Regions from separate parts of the Arachis hypogaea genome. Here region 2 is linked to region 1. The links are chromatin contacts, called in public Hi-C maps. All regions are on one chromosome and are shown on one strand. Each heading gives the region's core, a stretch centred on a gene start, on an enhancer-like site or on the middle of the called end of the contact. The rest is flanking DNA. Distances are from core to core; before and after follow the strand shown. Region 1 holds the start of LOC112743854 (transcription initiation factor TFIID subunit 13). Region 2 has its middle 14 kb from the start of LOC112743859.

What was found. Hi-C and Micro-C count contacts between places; a contact is called where the count stands out from the background.
Region 2: a contact with region 1 is called in a Hi-C map of leaf, with 1.7 times the contacts expected there. The contact joins the enhancer-like site here to the promoter of LOC112743854 in region 1. A contact is called at or near these places in 2 of 8 Hi-C or Micro-C datasets (both in leaf).

The regions. Positions count from the first base shown.
Region 1 is chr14:119,745,650-119,750,765 of arahy.Tifrunner.gnm2.J5K5, forward strand. It overlaps LOC112743854 (transcription initiation factor TFIID subunit 13), which reads left to right and starts at 2,034. Exons shown (of 6, transcript XM_025793231.3): 1 at 2,034-3,053; 2 at 3,474-3,680; 3 at 3,832-3,869; 4 at 3,969-4,028; 5 at 4,151-4,225; 6 at 4,601-4,922. The coding sequence starts at 3,578. The coding sequence ends at 4,732. It overlaps LOC112743855 (a long non-coding RNA gene), which reads right to left and starts at 2,129. Exons shown (of 2, transcript XR_003172484.3): 1 at 1,990-2,129; 2 at 1,427-1,877.
Region 2 is chr14:119,955,015-119,960,130 of arahy.Tifrunner.gnm2.J5K5, forward strand. No RefSeq gene overlaps it. Among protein-coding and RNA genes, the nearest start is that of LOC112743859, 14 kb to the right of the region's middle. Within about 2 kb of position 2,292, at least 1 of the 3 cell types and tissues checked has open chromatin away from gene starts, as enhancers often do.

The sequences.
Region 1 (5,116 bases), core at 784-3,283:
GATTTTCATAATCACTCATTCAACCTTAATATCCTAATATAGTCTTTTTTTTAATATTATTACTAGGATTAATTACGATTTTGGTCTCGAAGGTATATGCCGAAATTTTTTTCGTCTTCAATTTTTTTTATACAAAATCATCCCTAAAGTTTAAAACTAAGTTTTAAAATCATTCTTTTCACTTAAATCTTAAAATTTTAGACCAAATTACCTATAACAAAAAATTATAAAATAAAAAAAAGAAAAATAAGAGAAGGAGAGTGTTTCTGTTACTGCGAAGGGGGAAGGGAAGAAGAAGAAGAAGCTATCACAATTCACTTCTGCCTCCGCTTCTGCCGCCAAAAATTTAAAATCAAGTTAAACCTTAGGGATGATTTTAAAACCAAGTTAAACCTTATGGATCATTTTGTATGGAAAAAAAAAGTTATGGATGAAAAAAATTTTCGACCAATACCTTAAGGACCAAAATCATACTTAACCCTTTTACTATTTTGTTAGTACTATTTCTCTTCATCTTCTTTTAATGGTCATATTTTTTCTTTTTCTTTTTTAAAACATTTTAAAAAATTCAATACAAAACTAAAATTTAAAAATATAAAATTTAAAAATCAAAATAATATTTTTTTTTAAATTTGATTATGTTTACTATTTTATGTGAAAAAAATTTTATTTATTAAGGTATAAAAAATGAGATTAAAATTAGTATGATTAAAAAATATTAAAAATTTAATATTATAAAAAAATAAAAAATTTATATTAGGACTAATTTAATTAATTTTTAAAATTTTAAGAATAAAAATAACCTATATATATATATTCAAAAATTAATTTAATTTTAAATAAGGTTATGACATGTCAAATAACACTTAGCATGTCACGTATCACTCACATGACACGTCAATTAATCATTTTGTGACATATAACACTTAACATAATAAATCATTATCTGATTAATAAAGAATCATTTTGACTTACATTCTATTTTTGAGGGACTAATATAATTAATTTAATCTTTCTAAGACTAATTTAAAAAATATGACAAATTTAAATATTAACCTAGCAAAAATATTCCACTAGAAATCACATCCATATGATCATATTTGTAGCTAGCAATATTTGGAACTAATTAGTCATTATTCCTGATGAAACTGAATAAAAACATTCATTTGAAATATGCACAGAATGTCCAAAAATATAATCTACAACAATGAGTTTTTTATTATATTTTTTATAATTTAATTTTAATACATTCTTAATATAAAATAATTTTATCTAAATATCTAATTACGTAATATTATATTAATAAAATAATTATTTTTTATTTTAATTATATAAATAATTATTTAAAAAATAAATATGATTAAACTATTGTATAATATATTTTACACCATTAATATATCAGAATTAAACTCATTATATAAGAATATGCGTAAATTCTCATATATTTATAATATGAAGCACAAACATACAACCTGCTGAGTCAACAAAAAAAAAAAATCATACAACCTGCTGCATAACTCTTAAAAAACCCAAAAGCTTATGCTAGCCTTTGCTTAAATTTTCTATTATATCTATGTACACAGATAAATGTTTTTTCAACATTTGTTTACCTACTTTATTATCACTGAATTTTGATGTAATTTCTTAAATAATAAACACTATATTTAACTGACACAACTTGTATGCATAACAAGAACATTATTGTTGCCAAAACACTTGAAGAAAGGGTCACAAATCAAAAGGAACCATCTCTGAATGCAACTGAAAATGGAAGAGATGCCCCAAAAACAATGGCAGCAGCAACATCCCTTCAAAAAAGGATCATCATAGGGGCTCTCTCCTACATCATAGTTATCATGCCCCATTCTTTGTAATCTCTGCAGATAGCCACATATGTTTGGTGAAATCAATAAAAGAGCATATGTAGCAACAATCAGTATTCAAATTACAAAAGTTGTTGAAATTTGAAAAAAGTAAAAAGGAACTCACAGAATTGATGGCCTTTTCTTCCTTTCACTTGCCCAAGAAAAATTGGAGAGAGTTCATACTGGAAGGAAGAGGGAGATAGATTAGGATACGAGGATTTTGATTTGTCAATCAGGCATACAAATGGAAAATCACGTGTGGATGTGTCATGTTTGACTAGATATGCTTTGCTCTAAGATGTATCTAGAAGTAGTGCCCCTAGAAGTAGAGCAATCATTTTTTTTTTCTCTTTTCTCATTTGTTGAAAAGAAGGATCCATTCTTTTTTGTGAAAGATTGTAATTGTGTAGGTTCCTTATTGTTGTTCTTTCATTTTTAAAAGTCTTTTGAACCAATTGTTCTTTTTCTTTTCCCTTTAAAATGTGGTGAATGCGGATATGTCAAAGCTTTTTTTCTTTTATATTGGAGGATCTGTAATGTTTTTTATCAAATGAATTAGAGAGCCCCGTCAATTCTAAACATCACTGGACCTGGCATGTGATATGTAAAAATCTAAAAATGTGAAGAGATGTTTGCCTTTTATTTTTGGTCATAGAACCTGACTAGAAAGAAAAGCCCATCATCATCAACACTCGCAGTCCCACCCTTCTCTCCATCGATACCCATATAAGGCCATAATCCCACTAGGATTTCCCCTTTCCACCCCACTCGATACGAGCATACGACGTCGTTTCTCTTCAGCCCTGAACGTCTCCTTCCTCTCGTCACTCGCTCACTGAAGCTAGAGCTCTCTCATCTCTCTCCCTGTGGCTCACTGGCTCTCGCACTCAAGCTCTCTTCCACTCTCGTCTCCGGTCTCTCTCACCGTCTCCAGTCTCGTACTCAGTCGCGCTCGCGCCTTCCCTGCGCTCGTTGTCGCCGGCGGCAGCAGGTCCCTACTGGTCCTCATCGTCGCGCTCTGTCTCGTCACCGTCTCGCACTCAGTCGCGCGCCTTCCTTGCGCTCATCGTCTCCGGCGGCAGAACCAGCAGGTCCCCGGGCTGGTCTTCTTGCTTCGAGTCTCGCCGTCAGCTTCCTCCCCGCCGCCGTCAGCTTCTTTCGCGCAACCATAAGCTGGTCCCCGATTTGGTGAGTTCCAACAAATTCTTATGATCTTTCTTTTTCAGTTTTGTTGCTGTAATTCATGACTGCACTCTGATTTTGTTGCTGACAGTTGAATTTGTTGCTGAAAATATCACTGAACAAGTTTTTTTTTTTTTTTTTTTTGCTGAAAATCATCACTGACATGATTTGTTACTGATTATCATCACCGAACCTTGAATATTTTGTCGCTGAAAATATTAGCTAGTTTTTTTATTGCTAAAAATCATCACGGAGATGAATTTGTTAATGATTATCATCATTTGTTGCTGTCTTGCTGAGTAATCACTTAGTTAAGTTTTCTTGTTGCTAAAAATGATTAGAGTTGAATTTGTTACCGATTATCAATTTATCATAGAAAATAACTTGTGAATTGGAAAGAGAGAATCTCAATTCTCAAGAGTGCAGGATCTTCACCGAAGGTACTCCAAAACTATCCACACCAAACGAGAATCTGAAGAAGAAATCCGAACTCACTGAAGGTTCATTCCTTCTTCTTCTTGTGCGGAAGAATGAGCAGTTCCGGTGGTGGAAGCTCGTCGAAACCAAGAAGTGCTTCTTTTCAACCTTCCGAAACTTCTTCAAAGCGCAAAAGAGGAGTCTTCCAAAAAGAACGTTAGTAATCACTCCTATCCAACCTCCTGTTTTTTTTTTTTTTTCCGTTGCAATTTTCTGTTTTCCTTTTTCTTTTTAAGATGAAAAAGAAAAACGTTTCTTTTATGCATGTAACTGTCACTAATAATTTTCCTTATGCTTGCTAAAACAGTGCAGCACATGATGTACGGCTTTGGAGATGATCCAAATGTAAGTGCCCTAACCTTTTATTACATCCTTAATTACTTTTTGGGATGTGAATGTTAATGGATACTAAACTTTGATCTCTTTTATGCTTCGCACAATTAGCCTCTTCCTGAAAGTGTGGCGCTTATGGAGGATATTGTTGTGGAATATGTCACGGAATTGGTAACCTAATTTATTTATTTTTTAAAACTAACTTTTTCATTGTTCTTGTTCAACTGAATTACAGTGTTGTGGATTAATTTGGACCTTTTATTTTTGTGCTTTGAATTTTTTTCCTTCGGAAGGTACATAAAGCTCAAGATATTGGATCACAGAGAGGGAAGCTATCTGTTGAGGATTTCCTTTATTTGATTCGCAAGGTACTTCTTTGTTCATAAAAGAATTTCAAATAAGGTGAAGAGTGAAGACTCACATAGAGTTGTCTTAATAGGAAGTTGATAATTGAGAGTAGTTAGATAACAATTTAGTAAAACATGTCAAATCATGTAACGGTGCTCAATACCAAATCCACGGCTTTTACTACCAAGAAAATGCACTTATGATTTGCCTTTAACACCATTTTGTCTTCAATTGCTTTGAGGCATGATATAAAGAGCTGTACTGTCATAGATTAAGAGGCTAATACTTCAGAATTTGTTGCAACTTTGCAACTTTCAAGTAGCCATAAACATTAATCCAATTCATGATTGAACATTTTTGTTCATGATTAATCCCAATTTCTTATACTGCTACAGGATTTGCCAAAACTTAATCGAAGTACAGAATTGTTGTCAATGAATGAAGAGCTGAAACAGGCAAGGAAAGTCTTTGAATCAGATGAAGAGAAACTGAGGAACGTTTTTGAGGTAGATGAACCAGTTGAATGATGAATGAGGAAAAGGGTATTGAATTGCTTCGTTACTGAATTCAGGATTACTGCTTTTCCTGTTCTAACATGTCTCTATCAAATTTTTGGAATTTTGGAGTATGTCCTACATTTGAAAATAGCCAATGTGGATACTTGAACAGTTGAATTGTAACTTCCTAATATATTTGTTCTCCAATTTATTGTGTCAATGATCTTGTGATTAGAAGTTTGAGTATTATTAGAAAACAATTTTTGACACATTAGGGTAACGTACCGAAATATAGGAGAAATTATTTGGTCTCTACCTTCTACAGTTATTATTTATTTCTTTGAGAGTTATTTGGTCTCAGCAGGATAGTTTTTATCCTCCTCCTGTTGTACTTTTAATGTAGTAGTAGAATTG
Region 2 (5,116 bases), core at 1,042-3,541, 210 kb after region 1:
GAAGCATGGATCAAGAGGGATCAACCAAGTAGTCATAGTTTAGGTTTTTATCATGTTTTAGTTAAAATTCTAGAGAGAGAAGCTCCAACTTCTCTTTAGAATTCTAGGATTCTTAGTTTAATTTCTCTCTAGTTTTAGGTTTTGATATTGTTTTAGTTTAGTTTTTTTTTATATATTTTTTGTTCTAACATCTTAATTTACTTACTTTTTATTATTAGTTTCTTGTTTTTTCTATTTTTAATTTATGAACACTTGTTGAATTTCATTTTTCTTTAATGCAATTTAATATTTTTCATATTTATTGATGTTCATTTGAGTTATTATTGTTGCTTTCTTGTCTTGGTTAGTTGTAGATTTTATTATTTTTGCAATTTATGATGCTTTACTTTTATGCCTTCTAAGTGTTCGATAAAATGTCTTCCTTAGTTTTCAAGTAGAATCCTGCATTCTTGGCTTGAGATTGAGAACTTAGATGATCTTGAGTCATTGATGTCCGATATTGATTGGTGATTTAGGGTTGTTAGTTAATTTTATTTCCACTAAGGCTATCCTTTCACTAAGTCTAATTAGTGAGTTAGTTAGAATTTGTGGATTAAAATTAATTATGCCTATTTGACTTTTTCCAATGTTTAGGATTTGACTAAGTGTAATTAACTCTTCATAATTGTCATATTTGTAGTCAGGGATAAGAATAGTGATCCTTGACTCTCAACCCTTAACAAAATCTTTTTAACATTTGAATTTTCTTTCCTTTACCTTAATTGTTTTTAGTTTAATTTCTCTTATCATTTATATATTGTTGTTCTTCAATTTTTTATTATTTAAATTCTTGTTCTTTGCTATCAAAATTTCGATCTCTCATAACTAATGATACGCACATCTAACTATAATTTCATAGAAGAATGTCCCGTGATTTAAAACTCTTGATATTTAATTTGAATTGTCACAATCTATTAAATTTTAATAGAGTTATTTATAAAATTATACTTATAACGAATTCAAATTTTAATTTGTATATTTCTAAATCGGTATCTCGCCTCTATAGTGGTCTTTTTATGCATGCATATCATTTTCACTTGAACGAGGGCAATAACTCCAACTTTATATTGTATTATTATTCAATAGGTGCATATATATGTACCATATATGATTATTGATTTTTGGCATGTTGTCACTAAATTAAAATTTGTTCCATGCTGTTTTGAATTTTCATGCATGGCAAGCACTAAGAAGTTTCCAAAGTGCTCATTAAATTTATAAGAGGAGTATTAGGGATCAACAAGTTTTGTAATTTGTAGTTATTAATTAGTTATTATTAATATTTTTAATAGTGTAAAATTATAATGGTGCAGAATTACTCATTTTTTTTTACTTATTAGGTGCTAGCTAAATTTTAATAAAACTGTTGGCTCCCTAAACTTTCTCAATTCACAACATGGCATCCAAAGCCCAATAAATGTTACAACTCACATTCACTTCATCAATGAAGTCTCAAATACTATGCTGACTCCTGTTGCACCATTTGTATTATGTATATTTGGTTAACAACTAAAAATATGTCTGAATTATTTTGCTGATTAAAATGGCAAATAATTTTCTATCGGACAAGTGAGATTTTAATATTAGCAAGTGAGTCACATCATACTTTTTCGCTAATAGAACAAGTCTCTTATCATAGTTAAGATATTTTTATCATATTTTTATATTATTTAAAAATATTGTTGTCGAGAATAAAATGTGAATATATACGCCAAAATTATTCGAATGTATTTTCAGTGGTTTATCCATGTCATTATACATCATTTATGATCAAATTCAAAGCATTAGAATAGGGAATTACAAAAGAAAGCAATATTTCAATCTGAACTAGATGATGTTTTGTTCCTTGGAAGATTGAATTAATATCAATTAACTGACATCATTCTATCAATTAGCCTTCCCTAAGAAAACATGGATGGATAAATAAATAAATGAATGAATAATGTGGCTAATCCTAAGTTCAGTTTTTGGGTTAGCCACATAAATATCGTCAACTCTACCTCAAGGGCCTTTAATATCCAACAAACTTTTCCATAATGAATGCTATGTATAACTTGGTATTATTTTTAATAATTGTCAAACTAGATGAGTTACCCTACTAAAATATAATTAATTCCATACCCATTAGTAATTTGTCCCACAGATTAACCACTTGCATTAAATTATAATTGTTAACCATTTTTATGTAATAGAAGTTAATTATAACCATCTATACAATAGAATGATATGTACTAGTATAATACAATATACATTGAATGTCAAACTAGATGAGATACCTCCTAAATATAATTAATCACAATAATAGTTTATCCCTTAGATCAACCACTTGAATAAAATTATACAATTAATAATCAGTTCCGCAATAACATAACTAATAACCATTTAACAAATCTAATTTACCACCAAATCATGTGGAGTAAGCATTGACTTTTTGAAAGGGTTATCTGTTGGTTACTTGGTTACAGTAAACTAAGGAAAGCAAGTTACTAAGTATTTAGAGCAATTTCAATGGTAAAAGAATTTGGAGTTTCATTAACTGTGTCATAAAAGATAAAGATCTACTGTTGAAGTAAACAAAAAGAGAGTTCTTTTAAAGTTATAGAAACCCTGCTGAGGGATTCGTTTTCTTCCAATTTAACTAATAATATATAGACATTTGTTTATTAAATTAAAAAAAATAAATAATATTTTATTAATAAAATTAATATTTTATATACATATATAAGGTGACCTTTACATGTATTAACTTTATATATATTATACTTTACGTATATAATTAATTATTTAATATAATTATTTAAATATTTAAATAATTATATTAAATAATTAAATCATATTTAATTTATTAATAATTATAATAATTAATTATATCTCTATTTAATTAATTAAATTTGTTTACATAAAAAATAATTTTAATTTTTTACACATTATAAAATAATTTTTTAGTGAATTATTTATTTTTATGGGTAAAAAACTATAATAAGCCAATGCCAGGCCGAAATTACGTAAATAAGCCAAAACCAAAATCGTTTCAGTAATGAGCCAAACCACATATTTATATAATTCGAACCATAGTGGTTCAAACTCTATTCATTAATAATTCGAACCAATGTAGTTCGAATTACATAGAGGAGCTGGTTCAAGTAAATCGAACAAGGTTGGTTCGATTTAGCAATGCTAGTAATTCGAACCAAGCTGGTTCGAATTATAGAGAGAGAAGGCTGCATCATATAATTCGAACCAGACTGGTTCGAATTATAGAGAGAGAGGCTGCATCAAGTAATTCGAACTAAGCTGGTTCGAATTACACAAACCCTAATTCGAACCAGGCTGGTTCGATTTAGTGGTAGACAGAGCAGTATATATATGGTTGTAAACGTGAGTTGCTCTCATTAGAGGGTGTAAGATGGCTAGTGAGGAGAGTTTTGTTGTTTTGGTTCACCACAGAGGATCCATTAAGAGGAAAACTCGTTCCGGTGTGAAGTTCACAGATAAGGATCCTCTCTGTATTGTCGTGAACCCAACGACGAGCTATGATGACCTTGTTAGATCTGTGCTGATGAAACTTGGTCTGGAAGGTGCGAAGCGGGTTAAGAAGTTTTTCTATCGCATTCCATTCACGGTCTTGCAGGATACCGTGAAGTATGATTGTTTCACGATTGGTAGTGATGAGGACCTGCAAGTCATGTTTCTTTGTCGGAGGCAGTTTCCGGAGGTGAGGACACCAGAATTGTTGGCAAAGCTGGTTGATGTGGTATCCAGCTCAGGGGGTTCGAACCGGAATACCACCACTGTAGCCACGGCAGCCGGTTCCAGTTCCAGGCCTGCCGTTGCTTCTTCGTCCGTCCCTGTGTACGAGCCAGCGGTCCAACCTGTCGCCTCCCCGTCTTTTGCTGTTGATCTCAATGACGGAGTAGGCGACGTGGTAGGATCAGTTGATATTCTGCCGAACGCTTTACAGGGCGTTCCACCGGTTGGCGTCGGAGACGGATTGTTGGGTGATGTAGAGGAGGACGACGTCGAGCCGGATATGATTGAGGATGACAGCGACGACGAGGTTGGAGCGACTGAGCCTGCATTGGCGGTCGGTGATTCTAGTTCTGGCACACAGCAGTATCCACCACATTTTTCCTCTTTGGACCTGGATGCCATGAGGCAAGAGGGTGTTTCAGGGCACTCTGTTGGATTCGGAGCTAGAGATGCGGAAGGGACTGCTGGTCTGACAGAGTTCCAGGTTGGTCAGCAATTTCAGGATAAAGATGAGGCCCTGTTAAGTGTGAAGACTTACAGCATCCGGCGAGGGGTACAGTACAAGGTAGTGGAGTCTGATCATCGCCGTTATGTGGGCAAGTGTTCTGAGTTTGGGAATGGGTGCACATGGTTGATTCGACTGAGTCTGCGGCAGCGCAAGGGCATTTGGGAGGTCAAACGGTACAATGGACCTCACACTTGTCTTGCGACCTCCATCTCGAGTGACCACAGGAGCTTGGATTATCATGTGATTTCGGCGTTCATTATGCCAATGGTTAGGGCTGATGCATCCGTCAGCATCAAGGTGCTCCTAACTGCCACGGCAGCACACTTCGGGTTTAGGCCGACTTACAGGAGGGTCTGGATGGCGAAGCAGAAGGCTATTGCCCTCATATACGGTGACTGGGATGAGTCATACAACGAGCTCCCCAGGTGGGTGTTGGGAGTCCAGTTGACGATGCCCGGTACTGTTGCAATCCTACGGACGAGCCCCGTTCGAGTTAGTGGACAAGTAGACGAGTCTCAAGCTTTTTTCCACAGACTTTTCTGGACGTTTCCACCTCTCATCGAGGCATTTCGCCATTGCAAGTCCCTAGTTAGCATTGACGGCACCCATCTGTATGGGAAGTACGGGGGTACTTTGCTCATCGCGATTGCACAGGACGGGAACTCCAACATTCTACCTGTTGCATTCGCACTAGTAGAAGGTGAGAACGCAGAGTCTTGGTCATTCTTTCTCTCCCACCTTCGACAGCACGTGACACCGCAGCCAGGTCTTCTAGTTATATCGGACAGGCATAACGGCATCAAGGCTGGACGCCCACCC